4 separate regions of the Sus scrofa genome follow, and all the other regions are linked to region 3. Evidence: chromatin contacts called from public HiChIP or PLAC-seq and promoter capture Hi-C data. All regions are on one chromosome and are shown on one strand. The core of a region is the stretch at or near the end of the contact, and the rest is flanking DNA. Distances in the headings are between cores, read along the strand shown.

Region 1 (4,248 bases), core at 1,606-4,105, 460 kb before region 3:
AGGTTTTTCCTTTTTTCTTTTGATTTTCAGGGCCACACCTGAAGCACATGGAGGGTCCCAGGCTAGGGGTCAAATCGGAGCTACAGCCGCTAGCCTACACCACAGCCACAGCCACACAGGATCCAAACCTTGTCTGCGACCTACACACAGCTCTCAGCAACATCGGGTCCTTAACCCACTGAGCAGGGCCAGGGATCGCACCTACAACCTCACGGTTCCTGGTCAGATTTGTTTCCACCACACCACAATGAGAGCTCCCCATAAAGAGGATTTTTAATGCTCTATTATTAAAACACTGTGAAGAGGAGTTCCCATTGTGGCTCAGTGGTTAACGAACCCAACAAGCATCCGTGAGGACGAGGGTTCCATCCCTGGCCTCGATCACTGGGTTAAGGATCCAGCGTTGCCATAAGCTATGGTGTAGGTCGGAGATGCAGCCTAGTTGCTGTAGCTGGGGTGTAGGCTGGCAGTTACAGCTCCAGTTCAACCCTTAGCCTGGGAACCTCCATATGCCCCTGGTGCAGTCCTAAAAAGACAAGAACAAACAAAAAACAAAAACACTCTGTGAAGAAATTTTGAAACATAAAACGTGGCTTTAAAACTTTAAAATATAGTAAAAGAGAATGTTTTTAAAGGTGCAAGTCACAACTTAACAGTACATAATAAAATAATTCTGTTTACTACAACCATCACTTTATTAATGAACAGAAGAGAAAATATCAAAAAGTATCGAAATGTTGTTTTGTGACACCTGCGACCTGTGTGTGTGCCCTCGCAGGTGTCTGTGTGTGTGCCCTCGCAGGTGGCTGTGTGCGTGCCCTCGCAGGTGTCTGTGCGTGCCCCCGCAGGTGGCTGTGTGTGTGCCCTCGCAGGTGTCTGTGCGTGCCCAGGGTGAGAAGGAACAAGTCTTAATCTATTTTTTATCTTATAGTGGGTCATGGCCAAAAACTCCGCATTTGTTAAGTTTAACAGAAAAAGACAGTCCTGTCAAAAATAATACTAGGCATACGGTCATCTGAGTTTGAAAAGCATGATCAGAATAGCACTAGGAGTTCCTGTCATGGCACAGCGGAAACAAATCCGACTAGGAACCATAAGGTTGCAGGTTCAATCCCTGGCCTCGCTCAGTGGGTTGAGCATCTGGCATTGCCGGGAGCTGTGGTGTAGGTCGCAGACAAGGCTCAGATCTGGTGCTGCTGTGGCTGTGGTGTAGGCCAGCAGCTGTAGCTCTGATGTGACCCCTGGCCTGGGAATCTCCATATGCTGCAGGTGTGGCAAAAGAACAGCAACTAAAAGAGGAGTTCCCTGGGGGTCTGGTCTCTGCACCTTCACCACCTGTGGCCAGGGTCTGATCTCTGGTCTGGGAACTGAGATCCCATATCAAGCTGCTACACGGCCAAGCCAACAAATAAAAACTAACTAAAAGGTTATTTTAGCTAAATATCGCAAAATAAGTGAGAATTATCAAAGCCTGAAATAATGTTATGAAAGGCCAGTGAAAGAATTTTTATTGCACCACCACCCTGCTTTCATTAAATCAACAGAAGTAGGTGTATTTTACATCCAGGTACAGCCAAGATTGTCAACGTTTTTGTAAAAGACCTACTTAGGCAGACGTCCCACCCTCCCCTCTCCTCCCCTCCTGCAGTAAACACTGCCCTTAATTTACACTCCACTGATGCAAATCCACAAGCCTCATTCTGGATCCTCAGAACTCCACCTGTTTCGCTCTCTAGTATACTGAGGAACGGTAACCTCCGGAGACGGTGAGGTCAAGGGCTCTGACCCAGGATCCAAAACAAATCTGACATACAATCTAAGAAAGCTCCAACTGCAGAGAGCACTCAAAACACTAAAGCATACACACACCTTGCTGCAAGTTCATACAAGAGCATAGGCATCAGAGAGCTATGGCACATGCAACGACTTCCCATGCACTCTCCCTGCACACCACTCCAACACGGTATTTATAATCTCGCATAAAACAACTACTGTCTTGGAACTGGGCACACAAATAAACACTCCTGATGAGGCTTTTGTCTGTTGCCTCTTGTTACTGTTGCAAACGTCTTTACCTAACAGTTCCAACTAGACAACTCTGGAAATAAATCCATTCTCTTTTAGGACACAACTCAACGGGTAGAAATGACTGCCAACGGCATACCCACGACCCAGTACTGCGTCTTGGAAAGTGCTGGGACCAGGAGAGGAATAAAAGTGGCAGCAATCCACAACTGACAGAGGCAGTGTGTGCCAGCTGCCTTCAAAAGTAAAACAGAAAAAATTCCTATTCAAATGCCTTAAGTTCAAGCCCTACATAACAGGCCTGAGTGACCAGACCACCAATTACCTCTAAAAAACTTTTAAAAAGCAGAGGATGCAGAGCCGGGGCCACCACCTCCAGAAGACTGTCAGGTGTCTCTCCAATGACCACACTGGAGAAGAAAAAGAAAACTTCCAGGAGACACTTTCGCAAGGGCGTGGAGGAGGTGGGCCCCGCCAGGGAAGCCCCGCTCGTCACCTGACTCCCAGTTCTTCGGGAATCGCACCCGAGCAACCTCAAGGACGAGCTCCGCGCCGGGCGACGCGGCACCACCCCCGGGCCCGTGACAGCGCCGCGCAGGTGGGCAGGCGGCGCCGCGCTCCTGGAGATGCGGCACCTGGCGCGCGGCAGCCCAGCCCCAGGCTCGGCGCGCCTCCCACCGGGGCCCGCCGTGCCCGCGGGAGGCTGTCAGGGCGCGAGCGGACCGCGGCCCCCGCCCCGCGCCCGTTACCGCGCCCTCCGCCCGCCCCCGCTTACCTCGAAGTAGCCTCCGGGGGCGGCGCCGCCCGCGCCCGCGCCGAGGGGCCCGTTGGCCGCCGCCGCGCCGCCCGGGGCCGCCAGGCCCGGGGCCTGGGAGCCGCGCAGCGCCGCCGCCGGGCCGGCCTTGCCGCTGCCCGCGCCGCCGTTGCCCCCGCCCGAGCCGCCGCCGCCGCCGCCCCGCTTGTTCTTCCGGCGCTTGGCCCCGCGCTTAGCGTCGGCCGGGCTCATGGCGGGAGGGCGGCGGGCGGGGAGGGCGCGGAGCGGGCGCGGGGCCGCGGGCGGCGGCGGAGGGCGGGGAAGGCGGGGAGGCTGAGGCGGCGGCGGCGGGGCGCTCCGGCCGGCCGCGGGCGGGGGGCGCTGCGCGGGGTCGCCTCCGGGCGGGGAGGGCCGGGCGGGCGGGAGCTGCGGGGCGGCCGCTGGGCGGGAGCAACGGCGAGTCCACCGGGCCCGGCGCCGCCGCTGACCAGAGTTAGAGTCCAATATGGCGGACACAAGGGGAAAGGGATCCCAGTTTACGTCGGGGGAGGGGGAAGGAGCGGCGGGGAGGGGGAGGGGTGTGGGCGCCCTCCCCCCCCGCCTTACTCCGCCCTCCGAGCGCCGCTCCCCCTCTGCCGCGCCCTCCCCTCCCGCCGTTAACGTGCGCCGGAGCGCAAAGCACGCTGGGACCTGGAGTCCACGCGCCAGCGCCGCCGCTAGGGGTGCCCGGCGGAGGGACGACGATTCCCGTCAGGCCGCGCGCGGTCGAGCGCCCAGACGCTGCGAGGGGCTGCGGCGGGGGAGCTGGAGGCGGCGGTGGCGTCACCGCGCGGTCGAGCTGCAAGCTCCGCCCACTCCGCAGGTCCTTCTGGGACTTGTAGTTGGGCGGAGGGGCCTGGCCAGCACAGGGCTGCGTCGCCCTCAGTAGGCGAACTACAAGGCTGGTGGCGAGGAGTTCCGCCTCTTTGACAGGCTCCCAGACGCCCCCGCGCCCCGCGCCTCTGCCGCGGGGTCTGCAGGCCTGGCCGGCCTGGCTTTCGGGACGCGCCGGGCGGGTAGCCCCGGATCTGACCCTCCAAGAAAGGCCCGGTGACCTTGGCCCGGCTGTGGGTTCGAGTCCGCATTCCCAACTGACTGGCTATGTGACCTTGGGTCGGGCCCGTCGCCCGAGCCCAGGTGACTCAATGGGACGAGAATAACCCGCCTCCGTGGGTTGGGCGAGTTCCGGAGGGCGTCTGGAAAGCGCTGGACCCGGCGGCGGTCGGTCGGGGTCCGCTCTGGGCCAGGGAACGCCGCGAGCCGGCAGACCTGGCAGTTAGCTTAGAACCCCCGGCCTGGAGGCGCCCTTCCGAGCTCGCCCTCTCCCTGCGGCCCCGTGCAGTCGTCGCCTGGACTCTTGGGGCCCTGCTGCCCTGCAAAGCACCGGAGCAGTCCAGCCATTTCTCACGATCTTGAACTCATCCACCGCA
Region 2 (4,642 bases), core at 1,229-3,728, 270 kb before region 3:
CTCACAGTCTGTGTTTCGGTTTATTTAGTCCAGCCGAGTCTCATGGGCTTTCTCGGGGAAGATTCGTTCCTGGGTCCCCCTTACCTTTTGACTCCCTAAGTTCCCCGCTAAAGCCCCAAATGATTCTGATGGGAGGAAGGAAAGCTTAGAAATAAATGTAGGAGTTCCTACTGTGGCTCAGTGGTAATGAACCCGACTAGTATCCATGAGGATGTGGGTTTGATCCCTGGCCTGGATCAGTGGGTTAAGGATCCCGAGCTGCTGCGGCTGTGGTGTAGACCCGCAGCTGTAGCTCTGATTCGACCCTCCGCTTGGGAACTTCCATATGCTGCAAATCTGGCCCTAAAAAGAAAAAAAAAAAAGTAAATGTAACATACCAGCTTTCTTAAATTCGAAATGCAACCTCAAGTACAGAAATGCCTCAATACGTCAAGTTTTTGAGGAAAACTTCCTGAGTCCACATAGTTATCATTTGTCATTTGTACCCTGGGGCTAATACGGGTGTGATTTTTACTTTAGATTTTTATGGCTTTTTTTGGCCCCACAAACATTTTTCAAGCAATTGCTAACTACGGTCAGCAATTCAAAACCATAAGGGGAATTTGCTGCAGGTCCAGAAAGGAGTCGCTCGGAAAGGGGGGCTCCCAACTCGGCCTGGTGCTGCGCTCTCACCATCGGTTTCCTGGGGGTCTGTCTATACAGCAGCCCTGTTCTTTCTGGCATCTTTACTCCGTCTCTTCCGAGTTGCTCCTCACAGTCTATAAATATCCTCAAGTTCCTCCCATCTTAAAACAAAAAAGCCCTCCCCACAGCTCTGCCTTCCCACCCCCTCATCTCCTGTTGTCCTGCTGCTCTCTCGCTCTCTCTCCCTCAATCTTTGCCTCCTCAGCAGAATTTCTTGAAGGCGCTGCCTACACAGCATCCACTTCCTCTCCATAAGCCGGCTCAGCTCCTCTGCTGGCGGCACATCCCCCTCCCCCGCCCCCATCAGTGGTGCCCAGGCTGGGCAAGGGAGTCTTCCCCGCCCAGGGGCTGCAACCTACCCGCCCAGCTTGCCTTGCCAATAGGACCATCTCCTCCCGCGTCCAGGCCCCTGGGGTCAGCCCAGGCACTGCTCTCTGAATTTTTCCTTTTGTGATGTTTGTTTTTCCAATCATTTTAGGCTTTAGTGTCTTGTTGAAGAGGCTTAGAAAAGTTAAACAAATGAAGAATAGGAAGATGAAGAATAGGAAGTACGTTCAAGATTAATGCATGACATCTGCCCCATAACTTTATCCTTTCCTTAAAAATAGTAAGGCGTTCCCTTGTGGCTCAGTGGGTTAAGAACCTGACTAGTATCCATGAGGATGGTGTTCAAACCCTGGCCTCGCTTAGTCAGTTAAGGATCCCACCTTGCGGTGAGCTGAAGCAGATCAGGCATTGCTGTGGCTGTGATGTAGGCTGGCAGCCGCAGCTCCCATTCAACCTCTAGCCTAGGAACTTCCATATGCCGCAGGTGCGGCCCTAAAGCCCTAAAAAACCAAAACAAAACACTAAGAAAAGTCATCCAGAGAGACTTCTGCCCTTCCAACATCACACCAGACCACACCAGACCCTGCCGTTATCTAATTAGCTACCTTAGGGTCATTTGATGCTGGGCGTGTGGGCACACGGACTGCAGAGAGGGCTAGGGCCCCAACCTTGCACATTTAGATGTTAATTTGTAGAAGACTGGGAAGTCAAAATGATTTTGGCCTGGTACAGATGCAAATGAATTCTGTCCAACACAAATGATAACCTCAAACGTCTGATTTCATTGGCCTGTAGGGCGGGCCGTCAACCAGATTTACCTCAAACTTGGCAATCTTATTTAAGAAGCACTGCTACTTTCACCGACTGCAGCATCTTCTGCTTGGAAAAAGTGATCCATCGTAAACAGAACGGCTCTGTTTATATGAGCTATAATTTCAACTTTTAAAAGTCAGATTTTGAAAATGAGATTGTCAGGTGAGAGTTCGGGAACGGAGTACTCTTGCAAAGTAGCATTCATCTTTCAAGACTGAAGCGAGTGGGTCTGCTCCGCGAGCTTGTCCACGCCTACTCCGGAGGGGAGGGCGGCCCAGGGGCCTGGGAGGACCGGAAGCAACGGCCACCCAGCCTGGGCTGCCCGGTCACGCGGCGGGCGGGGGGCAGGGCGTGCGCGCTCCCGACCCAGCGAGGGGGACCCTGAGAGCCCTCCACAGAGAGCGAGGACCCAGGGCGGGCTGCATGCAGGCGCACAGCCCCGCGAGACCCGACCGCTCCGCGAGGCTACCCCCAGACCCCTCCTCAACCCGACGCGCGTCCTGGTCCCGCCCCTGCGGCGGGAAGCCAATCAGCTCGCTTCCTGCTGGCAGGCGTCAGGACGGGGCCCGCCCCCCCAGGCCCCGCCTCTTCCGCCACTGCGCCTGCGCAGACCGCCTCCGGCGGCCCAGCCTCCCCTTCCGGCGCGCGCGCGCGCGGGCGGGAGCCGCGCTCCCGTGAGGCAGTGCGAGGCGCGGGGAGACTGGCAGTTGAAGCGAGCAGAGCCTCCTGAGGCGAGCGGCCCGGGCCTCGCGGTGCTCGCGAGCGGGCGGGGGGCTGTGGGAGCAGCGCCGGTCAGTGGTCTGCCTCTTCTGGGAGCCCCTGGGGACGTTTTTCAGGCGCGCGAGTGTGTGCCCGCGCGGTGTAGTCGCGGTCCTCAGGGCGAGCGGCCGCGTCCGGGGCGGAGTGAGGGGCGGAGGGCGCGGCGGGAGACTGGGGGCTCCGGGGCTGGCTGGGGGCGCCGGCAGGGGGGCCGGGGGCCCGGCGGGGCTCCCGGGGGGGGGCTCTAGCGGGCGGGGGACGCCGGGGCGGGGGGCGCGGCCTGGGGTCCGGCCTGGCCCCGAGGCGCTGCTGGGACGCCCCAGCCGGCCCGTCACCCGCTGGGGTTCGTGCAGTTTGTCTTCGAGGCCGACTCTGAGGTTTGAGGACGGTTGTTTTCTCGGCACGCGTGCAGGTCGTCGCTGAACCACACAGGGTCACAGAGGGCCGCAGAGGAGTCAGTGCGACCCTCGTCTGTACCTCATGTACCTCGTGTCCCGTCACTCAGTCCGACTCCGGGACTTTCCCCTTGTTGAAAGTAACATGCCTGGAATACCGTTACTTGATGACTGCTCGGTCCTTTGGTGCGTCTCAAGCCGGAGTGGTTCTTAAACCTGATTTTCTCTGCACCAGGTCGATTGTGTCTGGACTTGGGTTCTGTCTCGAAGGTGGATGCTGATTGAGTCATTGAGGTAAATATTTAGCTGACTCTCAAAAATCCTATGTTTATTTACATTTTCTCAAGAAGGACAGAGAAAAGAGGCTCCTTTGCTGCATGATGGCTTGGACATGTTTAGATTCGTTTATTTTAAATTAAAAACTGAACCCTTACACTATAAAATATAGCGGGGGTTTTTTTGTTTGTTTTTTAGGGCCACTCCAGCGGCATGTAGAAGGACGTTCCCAGGCTAAGGGTGGAATCACAGCTGCAGCTGCCGGCCTAGGCCACAGCCACACCAGGTCCAAGCCATGTCTGCGACCTACACCACAGCTCACAATGCTGGATCCTTAACCCGTTGAGTGAGGCCAGGGGACGAACCCGTATCTTCATGGCTACTAGTTGGGTTCTTAACCTGCTGAGCCCAAATGGGAAGTTTAATGTATTTTAAACCATGTTATCTTTGGAAAAAAATTATGGTTAATTAAGTTTTCCTTACTGTTGTAGTGTTCTAAGTAATATTCTCATTGTTTCTCTTTATCAGGTTTTTCTGCTACAACTATCTGTGGGATAGATGGTTCCCAAATACCTTGTGATATTTATCTGTATCATTCTTTTAAAGATATAGTTGCCTTATTTGGGTCTAATACTTGTTTTTTTTTCCCTCTAGGAGGAATTATTATAGATTCTAAAAATACTTTTCTCCCTTCCCTGTGGACTTAACATTAGTTTTGTATGTATTTGGATTTATTTTATGAATATCAATACCATAAAGCCTTATCACTTATAAAAGAAATTGGGTAGTTAAACCATGAGTTGTGGAAAAGAGTTTGTGGAAACATTAAAAAAAATAGATTACCCCAAAGCTGATATTCTTAATGGGGAAGATTTTGACTGGTTGTTTGAGACTGCTGAAAATGAATCATTTTTGAAGTGGTTTTGTGGGAATGTGAGTGAACAGAATGTGTTGTCTGAAGAGGAACTGGAAGCTTTTAACATTCTTCAAAAATCAGGCAAGCCCATCCTAGAAGGAGCAGCATTGGATGAAGTTCTTAAAACCTGTAAAGCTTCTGATTTGAAGACACCTACCCTGAATGACAAAGAGCTAGAGAAATTAGAGAATGAGGTTCAAACTCTGCAGAAATTAAAGAGCCTGAAAATTCAGCGACGTAACAAATGCCAGGTGATGGCTTCAGTAACTAGCCACAAATCCCTGAGGCTAAATGCTAAAGAAGAAGAAGCCAATAAAAAGCTGAAGCAGAGTCAAGGAATTCTAAATGCTATGAATACTAAGATCAGTAATGAACTTCATGCTCTTACTGATGGAGTTGCAAAATTAATGATGTTCTTCAGACATTCTAATTTGGGTCAAGGGACAAATCCACTGGTGTTTTTATCTCATTT
Region 3 (4,704 bases), core at 159-2,658:
CAGAGCCCAAATCAGTTACTTGTACTAACAGGAGGGTATTACTACACTTTGGGCTTTAAAAAGCCGGTGCTGTCCAACCCTGAGCACCTGTTGGCCCTGGTTCAGGCCTAGCCCTGGATGGGGACAGGGCAATGAGAACTCTCCTGCCTTACGCCCCCCTCTCTCCTGGCTTTACAGTTTGTTGGCAGTAGAAGCCTGGGTTTCAGGTATAGGCGAGCTTAGATTAACCCTGAATTTTAAGTCCATAGTGCTCACTGCCCAGTGTCAATACAGGCACTTCATGTTATCTTCAAAGTCACCTGCACCCTCTCCCCTCTGAGGCGGGAATTCTAGGCCCATCCCTGTCCAGCACCTGGCAGTTCCCGCTCAGAGAGGTTCAGGAAAACCACCGCAGGCAGGCTACTTCTTCCAGATGGTGAGGACTGGGTTTGGGGGGAACCTCCTGGGGAAGATTGCCATTCAACCAGTCCCTGAAGACTCAGGAGCCTGCTGGGATCAGGAGTCCACACTCCTGCACCCGAGAACAGATACGCACTGAGTGCGCACTGCAGAACCTCACCACACAGGGTCCTGGGTTTACACCAACGAGCAAGACAGACAGGCCGAGGAGGTGAGAAGGACTAACAAGACCTTCTGGGTGGAGGCCCCGAGAGGAGCACAGGCTGCGCGTGGGAAGCAGGGTGGAGCGTCCAGGGGAAGGGCTGAGGGGCAAGCTGGTGGCCGTGACCTGCTGGGGAGGCCGTGGTCCGCTGGGCCCCAGGAGCCGCCAAGTCCCACCCTGCCGGCTCTCCAAGCATCACTTCGTCGATGCCCCCGCGACAGTCTGACCGGACCTTAGGGAAGGAAAATGTGGGGCTCAAAGGTCACGGCTGCCTGGGCCCTCCCTTCCGGCGTGGTCAGCGGGTAGGACCCGCGGGCTCGGCGCAGCCCTGGCGGGCGCCGCCCTAAACCCAGGGCCCCAGGTGCAGCGAGCGACGGCCTGGGACGGGACCGACACCGACCTAGGGCTCGGCCAGACATGCCCGGCTGCCGGCGCCCCCCAGCCCCTGGCTGGGTCCTTCCCCAAACGTCCCCGGGGCATCTGCCGCGCGCGGCTCGCCGCTGGAGCGCGCTGCGGGCTGACTCCCCCGCCGCCGCCGCAGGGAAGAGGGAAGGCGGGAGGGCCCACCACGCATGCGCCGCCGGCTCCCCACGCCTGTGCGGCCCGCACGCGGGGCCGGGCGGCGCGCCGCGGCCCAGAATGCAGCGCGCTGGGGGGGGCAGTCGCCGCGGGGCACGCCGGGACGGGCAGTCCGCGGCGGCGCGGGCCCGCCCCTCACCGGGCCCGCCCCTCACCTGGCCGGCGCCGGGCGCTCGAGGGGCCCAATGGGAGCGGCGGCCCGGCCGCCCCGCCCCGCGCCACCGGATGTCGGCGCCGGGACATGGCCGCTGCCGGTGCCGGGTCCTTGAGCTGAGCGCCCGCCGCCCGCAGCCAACCGCCGCCCTCAACCGTCTGCGGGCCGGCCGAGGCGCTACCGGCCGGCGAGGAGCCGCGGCCGCCGCGGAAGAGGAGCAGCAGCCGCAGGAGACCGGGCGGCCGCCGCGCCGGGCACATGGCGTCCATCTTACTGAGGAGCTGCCGCGGCCGGGGGCCTGCCCGCCTCCCGCCGAGGGGTAAGCGGCCGGCGCCCCGCGGACGGCTCGGGGCCGAGGCGGCGGGCTGGAGAGGGCCTCGGGTCCGCCTGCCCCGACCCGGGCGCCCCCGCGTCCGGGCGGCTGCGGGGGGGCGGGGCGCGGCGCTCGGACCCAGGCCGGACTTGGGGTCACGCCGGGAGCGGCCTTGCCCGCCGCCCCGCCCTGCTGGGCGTGAGCCGGGCGTGGCGAGCGCAGGGCGGTGGGTGCGGGCGCGCGGGGCGGCCTGTGACTCACTCGCGCCGTGACCTCAGTCGCCCAGCCGCTGGCCGCGGCGTCGGGAGCGGGGTCAGCAAAGTTTGGAAGAGAGGGTGCTGCCAGGCAGCCCTGGGACGGTGTCGGCGCTCCTCCGCGGTTGAGGCGGGTGGAACTGGGGGCCCGCTCGCGGAGACAGCCGCGCCCTCGGGCCGCGTTCCGGGCGATCAGGACCTGTGGGCTTGCAGGACGTCCCCGGGACCCGTATCTTTAGGGTGTTGTTGGGCGTCTGTGGAGGGTGGGTCCACAGCTGGGCAGTGCCTGGAGCCTCGGTGACCCTAGTTGTGACACGGAGATCACACTTAACTCGGGGCTCTTCGGGACCCACACGTAGCGTGCCCGCCCTAACCCTCACTCTCTGTGTCTCTTTTTAAGCTAACTTTTCTGAGTTTGTTCCTTATTTTTTGTCCTAGAAAATTGAGGTTCTGAAGTAAAACTGCATGTGTCATGGTGCTTTACTGTGTCTAAAGGCCCCGGGAGAAACTGTTATTGTCATTTTTAACAACAGTGGCTGATTGGCTGCTCAGATCTTCAGAGAGGCAAGAGTTCACTGTGTGAACAGTGTGGGTGCCCAGACCAGCCTGTGATCTTTCTGTCTGCTGCAGAGCCCTGTCTGTACCTCTTGCCTCATAATGGTGATGGGCCACACACATTTCTGTAGCCTGCTTATGGTTTAAAAATTAGCGGAGTGTGTTCCCTGATTGTATCATTCCAGGGATACAAGTGTTTCCTGTAGTTGGCACCGTGCTTCACGCAGACATTAAGAGGCTGAGAGGTAGTCTGACAGCTCATTTGCTGTGGGACCTGCAGGGCACCAGAGCCTGCAGGGCCCAGGGCTGGGCTGTGGGAGCCAGAGTCCAAACACATCCTCAGCAGTGACGCTCCTGCTTGTTGTGTGGGGGGGCAGCACATCTCCCCGGTTGCTGGCATCTTCAGTCACAGCGTGGGCCGTTGTTTTAATGAGTAAACCAGCAGTAACACGTTGTCCTTAACTAAGGTCCACAGTAAATTCAGATTTCCCTTATGGGGGGGGAGAAGTGCCTGCGGCAGGAGGACCTCCAGTGCTCCAGGCTGACACTGATCGCCAAGCTGAGGTGGTGTCTGTCAGCTTCCTCTGCTTTCAGCCCTTTGCAGGCTGTGTTCTCTGGGAATGGGCTGGCACTTAGGATGGGCTGACCAGATCCGCCAAGGACTGGGTATAAGAGTGGCGGGGCCCAGCCTCCCGCCTTAGTGGAACAAGGGAGTGCTGGGGAGGAGCAGGCAAAGGGAAGCGGGAAGTCCTTGGAGCTGCTGAGAGTGAGGTGCCCATAGGACTCGGGGTCTCCTACCTGCATGTGTGCCAGTACAGAGTGCCAGGGAGGATCTGGAGATGGGCAGGGAGGGTGCTGCCTGGAGCAGCTTAGTGGGGAGAATGCAGAGTGTGCTTTTCTGGAAGCCAGGAAAAGAAAGGTGTGGGATAGGAAGAAGTCAGTTTGGGGAAGGGCTTGGAGATTGATCATATCCAGTGGCCAAGGACTCAGTCAATCATGCCTTGGAGTTCCTGTTGTGGCTTAGCGGTAATGAATGCCACCAGTATCCAAGAGGATGCAGGTTCGATCCCTGGCCTTACTCATTGGGTTAAGCATCCTCTGTTGCTGTGAGCTGTGATGTAGGTTGCAGACGAGGCTCAGATCTGGCGTTGCTGTGGCTGTAGTGTAGGCCGGGCAGCTACGGCTCTGATTGGACCCCTAGCCTGGGAACCTCCATATGCTGCAGGTGAGACCCTTTTAAAAAAAAAAAAAAAGAAAGAAAAGAGGAGTTCTCGTCGTGGTGCAGTGGTTAACGAATCCGACTAGGAACCATGAGGTTGCGGGTTCGGTCCCTGCCCTTGCTCAGTGGGTTAAGGATCCGGCGTTGCCATGAGCTGTGGTGTAGGTTGCAGACGCGGCTCGGATCCTGCCTTGCTGTGGCTCTGGCGTAGGCCGGTGGCTACAGCTCCGATTCAACCCCTAGCCTGGGAACCTCCTTATGCCACAGGAGCAGCCCAAGAAATAGCAAAAAGACAAAAAAAAAAAAAAAAAAAAAAAATCATGCTTCAGCAGTGAAGATGGAACTTGAACTGGAAGGCTCTGGGAGCTTTTTGGTTGGTGGCGCATGCCAGTCCCATGAGGACGGAAGCTCCTGCACCCGAGGACTCTTCCACGCCTCTGGGACCTCGAGCCGTATGCCGCTCCGTCTGGCTGTTGATCTGCAATAAGCTGCACTAGGCAGTAGAGCATGTTCCTAAGTTCTGTGAGCCATTCTCGCAAGTTATCAAAACAGAGAGGGTCGGCAGAGTTCCCGGCGTGGCTCAGTGGTCATGAACCCGACGAGTATCCATGAGGACGTGGGTTCGATCCCTCGCCTCACTTAGTAGGTTAAGGATCTGGTGTTGCAGTGAGTTGCAGTGAAGGTCGCAGATGCGGCTCGGATCCTGCACTGCTGTGGTTGTGGTGTAGGCTGGCAGCTGTTGCTCAGATTCAGCCCTTAACCTGGGAACTTTCTATGCCGTGGGTATGGCCCTAAAAAGACAAACAATCTGAAAGGGCCATGGAAACCCCCTAATACATCGTTGGCAGGAGTGTGGGCAGCCTTCGGACCCCACTCGCACCTTGCCTCTGAAGTGGGGCAGCCTTGTGGGACCAAGCCCTTAACCGGTGGGTCGACACTAACTGGCTGGAGTCAGAATTGAGTTGTAGGAGACTCAGCTGGGCTCCAAGTCGAGGCGTGGTTGTTGGGAAAGAGACAACAAAAGGATTT
Region 4 (4,198 bases), core at 1,139-3,638, 350 kb after region 3:
GCTGGTCCAGGACTTGGAAGGCGGAGAGGCGGACCTCGGCGTGGTCCTGGCGGAGCTGGGCCATCAGCAGGTGGTAGGCGTGGCTGAGCTGCTCTTCTGAAGACCTGGGGACAGAGCCGCCCTCATCAAGTGCTTGACACACGCGCAAGGGGGGCCTCGCAGTCCTCTGCCCGTCCCCCAGTCCCCCGGAACAGGGAGGACAAACGGCCCGCGGGCCAAATCCCCTGCCTGTTTCGGTATGGCTGCGAAGCCAAGCGCGGTTTTCACTTCTTTGGCTAAGGCTGGCCAAGAGACGGCCACTTCCTGCCCTGCTGCATGAGATTCGGCGTTGGGCACCTACTTTCACCGGGACACGGGCATGTCCATCCCCACGCCTGGCTGGCAAGAGGCAGACTTTACTGCCAGAGCCCATGCTGCTGGGTCAAGGGCTGCCGGCCCCACCCCCAAAGCTCCGGGGACTTCTGCCCTAGGAGGGGCAGGCACACACCCTTACCCCCTCTTGCTTCTCCTTTTCCCAGGAACCTCCACTCTTTAAGCCCCGCTGTTTGGAGGTTTTCTGGGGTGTGCAGTGAAACCTGATCTCAGGTTTTTACCCAAATGTAAACACTCCTCACTTAAGCTCTCCTGTTTTGCAAATACAGAACAAGGATAACAGCAACCACCTCGGCTTATGTACCCGCATCTGGGAGGAAAAGAGAGGGGTGTATGTGTTCCAAAGACAGGTAGGTCCTCAAAACAAAGCAAATGAAACCAAGTGTTCTCTTGTGGCGCAGCCGATTAAGGACCTAGGGTTGTCACTACTGTGGCTCGGGTTCAATCCCTGGCCCAGGAACTTCCACATGCCAAACAGGCAGCCAGGAAAAACCAGACAGGTAGGTCCTGCTGAGCCGCAGAGCCCACTCTGACCTCCAGCCTCCTTCCCGTGGTACGGAAAGGCAGAACCCGCAGCCCCGCTGTGTCCTCCCCACCTCAGGACAGGACCACTGCCCCGGCTGGGGGCCGCAGGGCCCTGGGAGTGTTCCTTTGCCGCTTCTTCCCCAGCAGATGGGCATCCTGGGGACAGGCAGGGGAGGGCTGACCCCAGGGGGAGCTGGACAACCTCCCAGGGCTGTCAGGACTTGTGGAGCCAGCCCGTCACCGTGAAAGGCTGAACCTCAGACGTACTTGCAAATCTTCTTCAGCTCCTTCATCTTCCCAGGACTCAGCTGGGGTTCTCCCGACATCGTGAGCTCTTCCACCAACTTTGAGAGCTGCTGCTCCATGTGTAGAAATGCGGAGCACAGAGGTGCTAAGCAACTACCTGTAGGGGCACGCGGTACTTCAGGGCTCTTGACTTTATTAACGACTGTGTGCTGGGCTCTACTGCATGCTGGGCACTGGGACATGGGTGCAAGGCTGGGTCCTCACGGCCTGGCCTCTGCCAGATGAACCTCCTGGACCATCTCACAGGGGTTGCTGTGTTTCTGTGAAATACCACAATTCAAGGCGAGATGCCAGGCCGGGCCAAGGACTCTGGGGGAGTAATTAAGAAAAGGACAATAACTCTCACGCTGAGCGGGGCAGAGGCTGCAGTCAAGGCTCTGTCCCACCCATCCCGAGTTAAGGGAAGGAACGGAACTGTCTGCGTTACGTTTAAATCAGTTTTCCACACGACTGCCGCGGCGCCTCTTCCCTGCCAACTCTGCTATTCACCCGCAGGCCACAGGCAGCCTCCAGAGAGCAAAGCCAGTGGCTGCGACTTGACCACCGCGCGGGGCGCCGCCCAGAGACCGGTGTCCAGGAGGCCAAGGCGCCCGCGCAGCAGGTGCGCAGGCAGGAAGGGGCCGGGTCGCTCAACGCCCACGGGGGCACGGGTGGCCAGGACGCCTGGGGGGCCGTAGGGCTCAGCTTCATTGGGCGGAAGGAGGGACGGACGGGGCAGGTGTGCCCAGCCTCCCCCGGCGCGCTCGCCAACGGTAACGTGTAGGGTCACGACATGGGCTCAATACACCCGCGGCGGCCGAGGCCAGGGTCCCTCTCTCGAGCACACCCCCAGCACCGCGCGGCCCAAGGACCCGTCGGGCCGACCTGCGGGTGCGTGGGGAGCCCCGGCGGCGGGGAGGCGGGGCCGGGAGCAGCGTCCGGGGAGGGGTGCAGGAGGGGCGTCCCGCGAGAAGGCGCGCCCTCGGACCCCGCCCCGCCGCCCCTTCCCCCTGCCCCTTCCCCCCCCAGCGGCGCGGCGACCTCGGCACCTACCGCGCGACCAGGCCGCTCGCCTCGCCCCGCCCTTCCGGCGAAGGGCCCGCCCCCGTCACGTGCCCCCGATCGCTGCAGTGGTTGGCTCGCTCCGGCCCCGGCGGCGCGAGGGCGAAGGTCGGCGCGGCCAGGACCGCATCGACCGGGCGACGCCGCCGCCGCTGTCACGCTAGCCCGCCCCTTCCGGTGGGGGCCCCGCCCACGCCTGTCACATGACCCCGAGCGACGGCGGGCCCTGACCCGGGAGGCGCGGATGCCGGGTCGCGGCCGAAGTCTGCGCGGTGACGCAGGCGCGCTCCCGGCGGGGGCGGGGCCGCTGGGGAGAGCGACGCGCGAGAAAAAGGAGGCGGGCGGGCGCAGCAAGTCCTTAAAGGGGCCGCGTGCGCGGGCCAAGGGTGGGGCGGGCCTGAGGGGTGCGAACGCGGCCTCCTCCGCGCGACCGCTGGAAGGGTGGCGGTGCTCGGGTCAGCCCCCGCGACAGGGCGTCCGGACGGGCACCGCTCGGAGGGCCCGAATGGGGACAGGGTGGAGGCGGGTGCCCCCAGCCCTCCGCCGAGGGTTGCGACCCTGCTGTCGGCAAAGAGCGTCGGCTGCGCGGCTGTGTTTCCCAGGTCCGAGGGCCGCGCAGGGAGCGGTGTCCGGGGCACCCTTCCAGGCCTGTTTCCCGCCCGCCCGGTGGTCCCACGAAACGGAGGCGGGGGCTCCTCGGCTTGGGCATTTGCTCCTCACGCAGCCGGGGACCCCAAGTGCCAGGTGATGCCCCCGAGCCAGTGGACCGCCGTGGGCCAGCCGCCGGGACATGTGCACCAGGTGTTCTCCCGCCCGCCGCTTCCCGCCTCCCAGCCCCGGGCGCCCGGCCCTCTGTTGGGCTCTGCGCCGCAGCCCAGGGCCTCCACACCGGCCGCGCCCCCGCTCTTGTTTCTGCCTTCCCTTGGCAGGCCCGCTTGGCTCTCAGTGCCCACGGCACCAGCACAGACGGGCGCCAGGGAGCGAGCGAGTTGGGGGTTTTCAGGGCCGGGGAGGGGCAGAGTGGAGCGAAGGCACTGAAGACGGGCACCTCCCGGAAGGTGGACGTCGCGGCCATGGCACAGGCCTTCGTGCAGCGGTGGAGACAGCCCCGTGCCCCTCAGGTGACGGGGCAGAGTGGGCCTGCCTTCAGCCAAAACCGGCTGCAGCACTGGTGCGCTTCAACAGGGGTTCGCCTTCAAAACAGGACACTAGGTGAAAGGAGGCCGTCACAAAGGCCAGATGGAGGGTGAGGCCATTTAGACGGCAATGCTTGCAAAAGGCAAGTCCAAAGCAGACTTGTCACCCGTGTGGGCTGCTGTCGGGGTGAAGGGAAGCAGCTGCTGATGGCCGCAGAGGTTCTTTTTTGGGGTGACAAACATGATCTAGACTTTTTTTTAATGGTTTTTATTTTTTCCATTGTAGCAGGTTTACATGATCTAGACTTTTTTGGCCACTCCCCAGGCATGCTTAAATTCCCAGGCCGGGGATGGAACCTGCACCACAGCAGTGACAATGCTGAGTCTTCACCTGCTGGACCACCAGGGAGCTCCCGTGATCTGGAATTAGAAGTGGTTGCCCATCTCATCACCATACTAAACCTGGCGTTGTACACGTTGAAAGGGTGGCTCTGTGACAGTACATCTCCATGAGCGGCTAAGAAAGAGGAGAGGAGTTCCTGTCATGGTTCCGTGGTTAACGAATCCAACTAGGAACCATGAGGTTGTGGGTTCGACCCCTGGCCTCCCTCCGTGGGTTAAGGATCTGGCATTGCCATGAACTGTGGTGTAGGCCACAGACGCAGCTCGGATCTGGCGTGGCTATGGCTGTGGTGTAGGCTGGCAGCTGCAGCTCTGATTAGACCCCTAGCCTGGGAACCTCCATATACTGTGGGCGTGGCCTAAAAAGACAAAAAAAAAAAAAAAAGAAAGAAAGAGGAGAGGAAAAAAATAATTTT

What was found. Promoter capture Hi-C pulls out the DNA fragments that hold promoters and counts their contacts. HiChIP or PLAC-seq counts read pairs in DNA pulled down with a chosen protein or histone mark.
Region 1: a promoter capture Hi-C map of liver shows a contact between it and region 3, with 4 times the contacts expected there. The contact joins the promoter of FAM193A here to the promoter of LETM1 in region 3. A contact is called at or near these places in 1 of 5 promoter capture datasets (liver) and 1 of 47 Hi-C or Micro-C datasets (liver).
Region 2: a contact with region 3 is called in an H3K27ac HiChIP or PLAC-seq map of alveolar macrophages. The contact joins the promoter of HAUS3 here to the promoter of LETM1 in region 3. A contact is called at or near these places in 1 of 5 promoter capture datasets (fetal skeletal muscle), 1 of 47 Hi-C or Micro-C datasets (heart right ventricle) and 1 of 2 datasets of contacts at active chromatin or transcription factors (alveolar macrophages).
Region 4: a promoter capture Hi-C map of liver shows a contact between it and region 3, with 4 times the contacts expected there. The contact joins the promoter of UVSSA here to the promoter of LETM1 in region 3. A contact is called at or near these places in 2 of 5 promoter capture datasets (fetal liver and liver), 1 of 47 Hi-C or Micro-C datasets (liver) and 1 of 2 datasets of contacts at active chromatin or transcription factors (alveolar macrophages).

The regions. Positions count from the first base shown.
Region 1 is chr8:1,387,049-1,391,296 of Sscrofa11.1, reverse strand. FAM193A (protein FAM193A) reads right to left here and starts at 2,855. Exons shown (of 22, transcript XM_021100934.1): 1 at 2,801-2,855. LOC102159054 (a long non-coding RNA gene) reads left to right here and starts at 3,516. Exons shown (of 3, transcript XR_304717.3): 1 at 3,516-4,248.
Region 2 is chr8:1,196,353-1,200,994 of Sscrofa11.1, reverse strand. It overlaps HAUS3 (HAUS augmin-like complex subunit 3), which reads left to right and starts at 2,478. Exons shown (of 6, transcript XM_021100924.1): 1 at 2,478-2,615; 2 at 3,214-3,272; 3 at 3,909-4,642. The coding sequence starts at 4,050. It overlaps POLN (DNA polymerase nu), which reads left to right and starts at 2,457. Exons shown (of 26, transcript XM_021100921.1): 1 at 2,457-2,555; 2 at 3,214-3,272.
Region 3 is chr8:923,197-927,900 of Sscrofa11.1, reverse strand. It overlaps LETM1 (leucine zipper and EF-hand containing transmembrane protein 1), which reads left to right and starts at 1,408. Exons shown (of 14, transcript NM_001244948.1): 1 at 1,408-1,653. The coding sequence starts at 1,593.
Region 4 is chr8:571,491-575,688 of Sscrofa11.1, reverse strand. It overlaps UVSSA (UV-stimulated scaffold protein A), which reads right to left and starts at 2,388. Exons shown (of 14, transcript XM_021100878.1): 1 at 2,236-2,388; 2 at 1,165-1,300; 3 at 1-104. The coding sequence starts at 1,262.